2 separate regions of the Danio rerio genome follow, and region 2 is linked to region 1. Evidence: chromatin contacts called from public Hi-C data. All regions are on one chromosome and are shown on one strand. Each heading gives the region's core, a stretch centred on a gene start, on an enhancer-like site or on the middle of the called end of the contact. The rest is flanking DNA. Distances are from core to core; before and after follow the strand shown. Region 1 holds the start of eif3jb (eukaryotic translation initiation factor 3, subunit Jb). Region 2 holds the start of igdcc3 (immunoglobulin superfamily, DCC subclass, member 3).

The links. Hi-C and Micro-C count contacts between places; a contact is called where the count stands out from the background.
Region 2: a contact with region 1 is called in a Hi-C map of an unstated tissue, with 5 times the contacts expected there. The contact joins the promoter of igdcc3 here to the promoter of eif3jb in region 1. A contact is called at or near these places in 1 of 18 Hi-C or Micro-C datasets (an unstated tissue) and 1 of 4 datasets of contacts at active chromatin or transcription factors (embryo).

The regions. Positions count from the first base shown.
Region 1 is chr7:31,472,101-31,476,867 of GRCz12tu, forward strand. It overlaps eif3jb (eukaryotic translation initiation factor 3, subunit Jb), which reads left to right and starts at 2,528. Exons shown (of 8, transcript NM_213502.1): 1 at 2,528-2,601; 2 at 2,690-2,784; 3 at 3,973-4,039; 4 at 4,271-4,359. The coding sequence starts at 2,580. It overlaps strc1 (stereocilin 1), which reads left to right. Exons shown (of 28, transcript XM_005168943.6): 26 at 430-527; 27 at 877-1,027; 28 at 1,204-1,759. The coding sequence ends at 1,298.
Region 2 is chr7:31,664,233-31,669,722 of GRCz12tu, forward strand. igdcc3 (immunoglobulin superfamily, DCC subclass, member 3) reads right to left here and starts at 2,815. Exons shown (of 14, transcript XM_003198969.7): 1 at 2,532-2,815. The coding sequence starts at 2,595.

The sequences.
Region 1 (4,767 bases), core at 1,278-3,777:
GGTGGTATTATAACAATATAACAATAATTTGTTTAAACATGCATAATAGGCAAGGCAAGGCAAGTTTATTTATATAGCACATTTTATACACAGTGGCAATTCAAAGTGCTTTACATAAACAGGAATAAAAGTGACAAGTGTAAGAAAATAAAAAATAGTAAGGATTATAAAAATAAGAATGAAAAATAGATAAAAATGTGTTAAAATAGGTTATAGCACGATAAAATAGGTAATATAGAAATAGGTAATAACACTAGTTTAAGTAACAATTCATGCTATTGACTACTGGCTTATTACCTGTCTATTATTGAAAGCTAATAGTTTTAGTCTTAATAAATTCTGTATTAGCATCAGTATCAATAAGAACATTGCGTCTTAGTTGCTTTTTAGTTCAAAATCACAATAATTGTTGTTTTTTTTTATCTGTAGCGGGGTTGCCTGATATAGCCATGTCTGCTTTGGTGAAGGAACAAATAGAGGGAATCACCCCACTTGCCATCTCTCTCATCCCAGCGGGCAAATTTGCAGTCAGTGTCTGTTTTTATTTTTCTAGTGTGAAACCCTGAAGTGATATCTGTTAAGTTGGTGCACTTACCAAATAAGCAATGTGCTAAGTCAACTGATCACACTGTATTCATGTATCTTGTTGGTCATTTCTCATACTTAATTTGTGATTTCTTTTCTAAATCTTTTCTTAATCTTCTTTTTTATGTAAAGCATTTTGAATTACCATTGTGTATGAAATGTGCTATATAAATAAACTTGAATTATGCATGCAACTTAGACCACTGGTAAAAACACTCTAATGATGTACTCTATATTTTGGAGTAATTTCAGGATAGTTCTACCTGTGCTTTCTACTTTCTCTCTTCTCAGGTGGTGTTTAACCAGGCACAGATTCGCATGTTCACCTATGAGCAGGCCATTGCTGTAACTGATGCCCAGCGCTCTGCTCTGTCTTCAGTACAGCAGACGGCCCTGTACATGGTGCTCAATCCCTGGGAGGACAAACCTATTGATTTCAGAGGTACATTCACTTCTGTTTTAAAAGAGGGCGGGAGAAAGAGAAGCTCTGCTATTTCACAATATTTAATACAGTATCATCATAAGTTTTGATTGACTGATATTTGGATACGTTTAAGTTATCACTGGGTTGCAATGCTCTTTATTGTGTCTAACAGCTGTTTTTGTGTATGCTTTTAGGCAGGTCTCTGGGAGTCGCAGTTTACCCCTGTCATATTTTCTACCTCTTCAGCATCCTGATAACGTTGCTGTCGCTTCCTCCTGTTATGGGATGAGTTTGAATCTGTCACTTCTGATTCGCTGCTATACTGAACTGAACACTCCTTTCCAAATATGTGCAATATGGTGTAACTTCAATACTGTAAATATGTATTCAGCCTTTTTAAATTGCTGAATTGGGTTTCAGAAATGTTCTGTGAAATTGCATCAGAGATATTTGATAAGTACATTGTAATATTAACAATCACTCATAGAAATATTTCTTTAAGGAATTTCTACAGCATTTTTGGTCATGATAAAGAGCTTTTGTTTATTTTTAGTTTGGAAAATAATGTATCAACATTTATGTCTGTATTTTGGTTTGACTTTTGTGCTTTACATTTATCTTTGTGTCCAGTTTTATTTATAATATTTATTAATTTATGCATGTATTTTTAACTGCTTTAAGAAGAGCCTTCATGCAATGACACATCTAAATTGGTGGTATTAACTTAAAAAGTAAACCCTGATCGTGAAATTTCTTTGTTCTTTCATTTGTAAAGTCATTCTTGTGTTCATTCTCCCTATTTATGTAATTTGAAGTTTAGTGTTCTTGTATTTTTGTGCATCAACTAATACATGTATTATTTAGCAAAGTGTTAGACCCCTAATGAAAATTAACCATGGTTTTATTTTAGTAAAAGTGTTGTTTTGTTGTTTGTTTGTTCTTTAAACTCCATGGTTAAATTACGGTTTGTGTTGCAATGTGTGGTCACTATTGTTTAAATGTAGTCACCGTGCTGTTTTAGTTTTATTCACGGTAAAGCCATATGAAGATTTCAGTTGCAAAGACCTCTAAATGGATCGGATCTGTTCTTCTAAAATGATAATTTATCTCAGTCTCCTATGTTTTTATGCTGTTATTTGACTTTAAAGGCAATATAAATAATCTATTCATACCCATAACTGTGAAATATCTGAAGCTACACAGGTAAAAAATATAAAAGTGCTCATTTTAGAAGTTTTCTGAAGGCTGAACTCATCTGAACTCTTCATATGTTTACCTCCTGTAAGGGCCTGGGGCCTAATAATTTTACAACTTTAACAAAATAGAATTTCACTACAAGAAAAACAATAAGAATGATGATAATTAATAATAATAAACACAATGGCATTGTTATTACTATCTAGTTTTTGACACACACGAGCCTTGTGTATTCGCCACACGGTGTCGCCACACAGCTCCACTTAGTCCTCCGGTATCCCGTCAGCATGAAGGCAGAAGCGCGTAGATCAGAGCAGCTCTGTGCACATGCTTTCTCTCAGCTACTAGTTAAACTAACTCACAGTTAGCCAAGATGGCGGATTCAGACGAATGGGGTAAGGATTGCTATCAATATTTAAAGGTTGAGCGCTTGAAATGGTGTCGGTCGCTGTTAAGCTTCGACATTATTTTGTTTATCCAAAGACGCTGACAACTTCGAGCCAAATGAGCAGATTAAAATTGCCACCGCCGGGCGGCTGGACAGATGGGAAGGCGAGGACGAGGAGGAAGACGTAAAGGTAAGGTGCTAATGGGCAAGTTATCAAAACTTTATTGCTAAACAGGGTATTAGTCATTTTAATTCTGCTTTCTCGAGTCACGTGTGGCTAAAGATAGCATAAGTAACATGGGCGACCCTGGTGTATTTTTAGCCGTTTCGCTAGCCCAGAATAGGCCCGTTTTATTTGGGGATACACCAGCTGTATCCAGTTGCGCCTTCTTGATTTCTAGTAACTTACTTCTCTTGCACTGACAGTTTCTGTCCGTTTACGTCAGCAAACGTGTTGAGCGATCTGTTATGTGACAGTTGATACACTAACAACAATACACTGACAGCTCTTTACAAAATCAAACTAACGTTAATATAGTTAACGTTAATACTGATAACACATCGGTCAGTTAATGTATTAGTGGTTGAAATGTTTAGACTTATTCTAGTTCCGTGGCCAACCACATGAAGCTTCGTTTGCAGTTTAGTTCATTGTAAGATACTGACAATTAATTTACTCCCCTTTGTTACTAATGTTCTAGATACATCAGCTTGTTAAATATACTTGTTAGTAGTGGTACACCGCGTTTACATTCTAGCTAGTGGCAGTTTCCTTTAGTTTTTTTTTTCTCGGCTGATTTTGTGTTTCACTTCCAGTCGCTGTCATGTGGATGTTGCCGTTTGTGCGCCTGGCAGCAGCAGCTGGTTGAGTTCCTGTTGACGTCATGACGCGATTGAGTCATGTTGCGTGTGCTGGTGACGCGCAGATCTAGAATTCTCTCACGTGCCGTCCCTTCTCGAGCTCATATATGTGCACGCGCCTGTGTTATTATTGGACTGTTATTATACCGCGTGTTGCTTTGTTTAAAAGCAGCTCTAGAAAGCGCACGCTGAATAAAACCGCTTACTGGGGGCTCAAGGGTTCAAATGATTTTTTTTTCTGGAGTATCCACTATGATGGAAAACCTGCAATGTTAAGGAAACAATGTTTTTTAATTCATCCTGTAGCCTTAAAACATTATATTTAAAAAGTGAGCTGTTATCAATGTTGTTGTAGGTTTCTGTAAATGTATTTCTATTAATTGCAGAAGAGAAATTGTTTCACCTGTCTTGATGTTTGATGGGGGTCTTTCTTTAATGAATAAATGAGACAATATTTACGGCCAAATTATTTCATCATCTTGCATATGTTTGACGCACTGTGCTTTTCTGTGTGTAGGATAACTGGGATGATGAGGAGGAGGAGGAGAAGGAGGAGGAGAAGAAAGTTGAACAGAAAATAGCTGGTATTGATCTTACAATTTCATATATCTTTAAAAACTGGCCATTAAAAAGATTCACTTTATTTTGCCTTTTTTTTCTAGCCTCAGTGTGTGTAACTGATCACTTCATTTTAAATCACCAGTGATCTCCGAAATTCTTCATTTAATGTTCTAGATTTTTACTTTGCTTTTTTGTAATTATTGTTTGACTTTAACAGCATTTTCTTATGGTTTGATTTTTTACATTTCTAACAGAAGTGAAACCTCCTGAGAAGAAAAAATTAAGTGACAAAATAAAAGAGAAAGAACTTTTGCAAAAGAAAAAACAAGAGGAGTTGAAAAAGGTAATAACATAATTATTAGGTGTATAACTATTAAGGCTGATTTATGCTTCTGCCGCAAGCGCACGCGTATGTTCCGATGCAGCTTTCGTGTGGCCGCATAGCCCTCACTGTGGCTGAAGCTGACACTGATGCGCACCTCTCAAAACATGTAACCACACATCGCAATGATATTTACCTCAAGCTCTGTGACTGGTTGGCTTGGTAGCAGTGCCCAGTGTGGGCGGTGCTAAGAGCCGTGAGCCCAATGGAGTGAGTGTCGAGTTCCGAGAAGGAGCTCTAAATGTTTCGTGTTTACCTTATTATTAAAGTTGTTGCACGTCCGCTGGTTCCCGTCTCTGAATGAGCATGTCCAACTACATTAAGGTAGCGTTCATAATAAACAAAACGCTCACGAAGAAACTCGATACA
Region 2 (5,490 bases), core at 1,565-4,064, 190 kb after region 1:
ATTACAGTAGGCTTTTAGGCCAACAGCACTATACATCAACAGGTCTTGTAATACAAAGACATGTGATACAAAGCGGTTTCATTCATTTGTTGCACACATCATGCATTACATTTGCCAACCTGGACCTCAGAACATTAAAAAGAAGTTTTCCGCAACAGAGAGTTAACTAAAGACACTTTGCAATTTACCAACCCAATCCATGCATTACCTCCTTTCACTAAGTGCTTTCCTGATTGGCAGCTCTGTAATGGCACCCTACCATGAAGACCTGAAGGAAGACTTCAGCACAAGCCAGTAATTTTAACATGTGACCTCAGCGTCTATGCGGTTTGCTTATGATGATCGAAGTACTTTGCAGTAAAATGAGCTTTGTGAACACTAAGCAAAATCCCGATTCCCTGAATGTCATGCTCCATAAGCACACGCATCCTGCACACTGCCCTCCAGCCCAAGCAAACAGGCCACACGCTCACATACACAAACTGACAATTACAGGGGAACAAAGAAACAGAAGAAAAGAGAGAGACAGCCTTGACACACAATCTTCAAGACAACAGCAGCCTTCAGTTCTTTCCTCACTTTTCCACCACAATGGAAACACAAAAAAAAGGAAACAATCAATCGGAGCTCCTGCTGTCTATGAGAGATAACAGACACAAGCTGCTCACCTGTGGGCTGAGATGAGCCACTGTAGGCTAGTTTAGAAAAATATAGGATAGAAATATTAAGTATATATATATATATATATATATATATATATATATATATATATATATATATATATATATATATATATATATATATATATATATATATATATATATATTAAGCATCTCAATTTTAAGGAATACCTGGATGGCCTGACTACTAAAAATGAACAATATGTACTGAAAACCTATACTGTGAATGTCAATGTTAATAGAGCTATACACATGCCTAGAGTGCTGGAGATGTCAAATAGCAGAAAGACCTTAAAAATAGCTATTCAAGGCTACAGTCGATCATAAATCAGAGAATATGAAACTGCACAAGCCTCAGGCTCTCTCCTATGATCTTTATGCTCACTAGTCCATTCATTGTCTGTGAAGAATCAAGCAAGTTTTGGCTTCTATTATATGGTGTATATTAATAATAAAATATTTTAACAATAATAGCTTATTCTTTTTTAGATTGTGTTCATGTGTTGATGTTTTAGCATGAAAATACAGTAATCTGATACTTAAAATTGAAGGAGAATGTTGTTCTGATCAAACACACTCCCCTTATGGAAATTAGTTTTACACTGTCAGAAAAAAATAATAATAATAATATTAAGGACATGCTTTATATAATTAAATAATTTTATTGTTGATGAATCACTTTGTGTGTATTTCAAACACATAACCTACAACTCATGGCAATTATTATCTTAATATTAATGAATGACCTTTTCATAAATGTTAACTTTCTGCTTTTTCACACAAGTGATTGTAGCTTTGTTTGGGCCTTAAATGGTCAAAAAATGGACCCTTTGACAGTTGGGAACTTATTTGTACTTTTGTTTACCCTTAAATGATACATGAGTAACACATGGTGCTACTATGGACCATTGCAGGTACAACTTCTCTATTTGAAACCCAAGTGTTCACAAATGGACCCCAACCATACCCTTTTTTTCTGACAGTGTACAAATAAATCCAAACACCATGTTTGTTGTAGTTAAATCGTGGCACTCATAACCTTCGTTTAGTAAAACTGGTCAAACAAAAGCTAAATCCACAAAAAAATATATGTGGTTGGAAAACTTTTATAATAAGAAAACCATTATTCATTATCATAAGGGGTTTTATTAAGTTAATTAAAGCCCTCGTCGAAGATCAAGAGCAATTGCCTGCCTAAATCCTGATAAAAAATGTATTCATATATATTAACAGTCAAACACTCATAAGCAGTATATTCATTAAAAATGTCTAAATAAAACTAAAAACATGGTTATTGTAGTTCAACTATGTAACAACAGTAGCCTAACCATTTTATAATAAAACTGACACATGGCAATTAATCCTTAAAAACACATAATAAAATCCTGGTTAAATTTGCATAAGGCATTTGAGCAAATCAAACGTATGGAACACGTGTATACAATAACATCAGGTTGCTACATATTACTTAAAAATTATGCTTATAATATCATTGCTATTTCCCACATACATTCAAAACACGTGCAAACAACGCTTTTTTATTTATATGAACTTCACAATTTAACATAAAAGCATTTTCAGGGTCTTAAAACTGCCAGAAACCCAAAATGCAGTGTGTCAGCAAGCGCGTGGAAGTCTCCATTCACAAAACCAATCCATGCTTCAGTACCATCTACATGCAGGCAAACACACCCACCCTAGTCTGCAACTACAGCTGTAAACACGACCCCTACAATCGCTTTAGAACCCCGTCCGAAGCAGACCCTAAATAAGATCCAAGTTCACGGTCAACCCTACTGCCCAAGTGACCCAATACAGCGAGTTTAGCGTAGAGAGAGAGCACACACTTACCGACAAAAGCGAGCAGGAGTATTCCGAGAGAGCATGGAGCCTGGCGGCGCCGTCCGGAAGCCATTTAATCACATTGAAAATTAGACGAAATGCAATAAAAGAAGGTGAGGCAAGAGCGAAGACAAGGATGGGGAAGGAAGAAATCAGCTCCTCTTGAAATAAACTACAGCCGGTGGCTTCAACATACTTGCGCCATTTTACACATCTTTCAAGGAATGTGTCAGTAGCAGCAGCATCTCGCGCTCTCAGTCTCTCCTCATCGCGACCAAACCAACCAACCAACCAACACGCGCGCGCTCATCCATCCACCTTTCCGAGCGCAGCCTCTCTCTCTCTCTCTCTCTCTCTCTCTCTCTCTCTCTCTCTCTCTCTCTCTCTCTCTCTCTCTCAGAACAAAAGACGCCTCAAACACAGAGCTGGAAGAGAGGATACCGGGTGGTTATGTGTGCTGGGCATTAAAATAATCTTATATCAAATATTGTTTACAATAATGAAAGCACAGCCGAACAAAGACAGTTAGAAACAAACTAATATAAGCGGAATAATTGGAGGAGGATGATTCAGCTTTTGCTAGAAATAATAGGCTACTGTCATCAACAACAGATTAATTTCTATTATTAATTTCTATGCTTATAATGTTAGTTTATGTTTCTTTACTACTGCACATTTTGATAGAATAAATAGAAGTTAAAATGTCAGACATGAGCCAGCAGTGATAAAAGAGTGCCATCTATTGGAGGTTCAGCATTGAGCCTGACATAAACAAGTGTCTTTCTTCCAAAACAGAAGTCCAAACAGAAGGTAGCCTAATAACTTATGTTATCATCAGATTCCCCAAAGTACTTGTAATTAGATGACTATTTTTTAAATACCATCAGACTACAGAATAAGCCTATATTTTTATTGGCTAGGCTACATTGTTATTTTGTTCAGGAAATATTTGTAAAATGGAAGCAAGTTTTTCACAATTTCCTTTTTTTAACTATTAATTCAAGAAACAAACATACAGAAATCGAACATACAGGTAAATAATAGTAGTAGAAACAATAATGATAATAATTTAACAGAGTAGATTAAATCATAATACATATAAAATAATGTGGGCGACGCGGTGGCGCAGTAGGCAGTGCTGTCACCTCACAGCAAAAAGGTTGTTGGTTCGAGCCTCGGCTGGGTCAGTTGGCATTTCTGTGTGGAGTTTGCATGTTTTCCTCGCGTTAGCTTGGGTTTCCTCCGGGTGCTCCGGTTTCCCCCATAAATCCAAAGACATGCTGTACAGGTGAATTGAATAAACTAAATTGTCCGTGATGTATGTTTGTGAATGAGGGTGTATGGATGTTACCCAGTGATGGGTTGCAGCTGGAAGGGCATCCGCTACATAAAACATATGCTGGACAAGTTGATGGTTCATACTGATGTGGCGACCCCAGATTAAGGGACTAAGCCGAAAAGAAAATGAATGAATAAAATAATGGAATAAGAAAAAAATGAAAAGAGGAAAAATAAACGCAGAGGAAAAAAATTATATCAGTGGCATTTTCAAAATAATGATTGTAATATTTTTAACCAATCTAAGAGTTTTACCAAACACATCAATTCCAATTTTAAAATGTGAAGAAGAAGGATCTGAATTGGTGATTTATTTTTTTTTTGTTGAATAAAATGTGCCAAAAAAAGTTAATGTAGTTCTCTGATATATTAGTTCTACCATCTGATAGTTAGTTTTACTATTTGGTATGATAGTAAAATCTGAACTTGGCATTAGTCACTGACATTACCTTCAGCAGGTATGGTGTGAAAATCGAATGGCAGCTAACGGCTGCTTCTCACTCAGGGCTGTTTATGAGGGAAAGATCTTTACTGATAAGCGAGACTTTCCCCTGTAATGACTAGGCATGAGACGATAACCACTTTTAAGGTTTACCATGGTTTTGAAAAGTCAAGGTTTTAAAACCATTCAAATTCTGCTTTATCATCCCTGAGGTATTTGTACATTTATTGAGTTTTATTTTAGGGCAACATTAGAAAAGGACCCTCCACATCGCAAGCTACTGGTCAGTGCATGATTCAGAAAACATCTGAAAAATAAATCTCTTAAATCAACATCCAGCATGCTGTAGAGCTGAACAGTGCAGTGGCTTACTTTATATCCAAAGAAAAGAAAGGTATCCAAATGCCTTTTCAAGAAATCTGTTTTTTTAAACTAATTAAGACAGCAGAAGTAAATGACTTATTTACATAATTAAGCCTGACATTCAAAAATTTTTAAATGTTAAAAAATATATATACCATGTTTAATGGTGAAAAATATATATTTTTTTGTTTTACCCAGACATTTATAAAGAACATATTTTAGAGTAGTAAGTGCAATATCGTGATATCATAAAACAGAATAATTTTACCCAAGGTTATCATACCGTCAGAATCTTATACCAGCCCATGCCTATAATGACACGTACAAAGGGAAAATACCAATTAAAGTGTTCATGCAGACAGTTTCTATGAAGTGTGATTAATTTATACCATTAGAGGATGGCTATAATCACACAATGTTGCCTTACAACTGTGTTTAAACCTCTTGTAAAAGTGATTTCTGCATATACTAAAGGTCCCCTTTAAAGATCTCTGCAAAGAATGCCCCGTTACATTACTTCACTGCTGGCCTTTAAATAAATTCTCTGGAATCAGTTTGCATAGAAGTATTTCAATGCAACTATGTATTTCATTCACTGCAAAACCCAACAGTCAATATATCAAATGAAATGAGTGTACTTAACTCAAAATTGACTGAAAGTTAATTCTACTCTAAGTGTTTTGAACTCATTGTTGAAGGTAATGAGTTAATTAAATACCTCATTACTTCAACTTAAATTGAGTAAGTTTACAGTACTCATATACATTAGTAACTCAAATGGTTTGTTGCAATCGGTTTCCTCAAACGGTTTGAGTTGTCTTAACT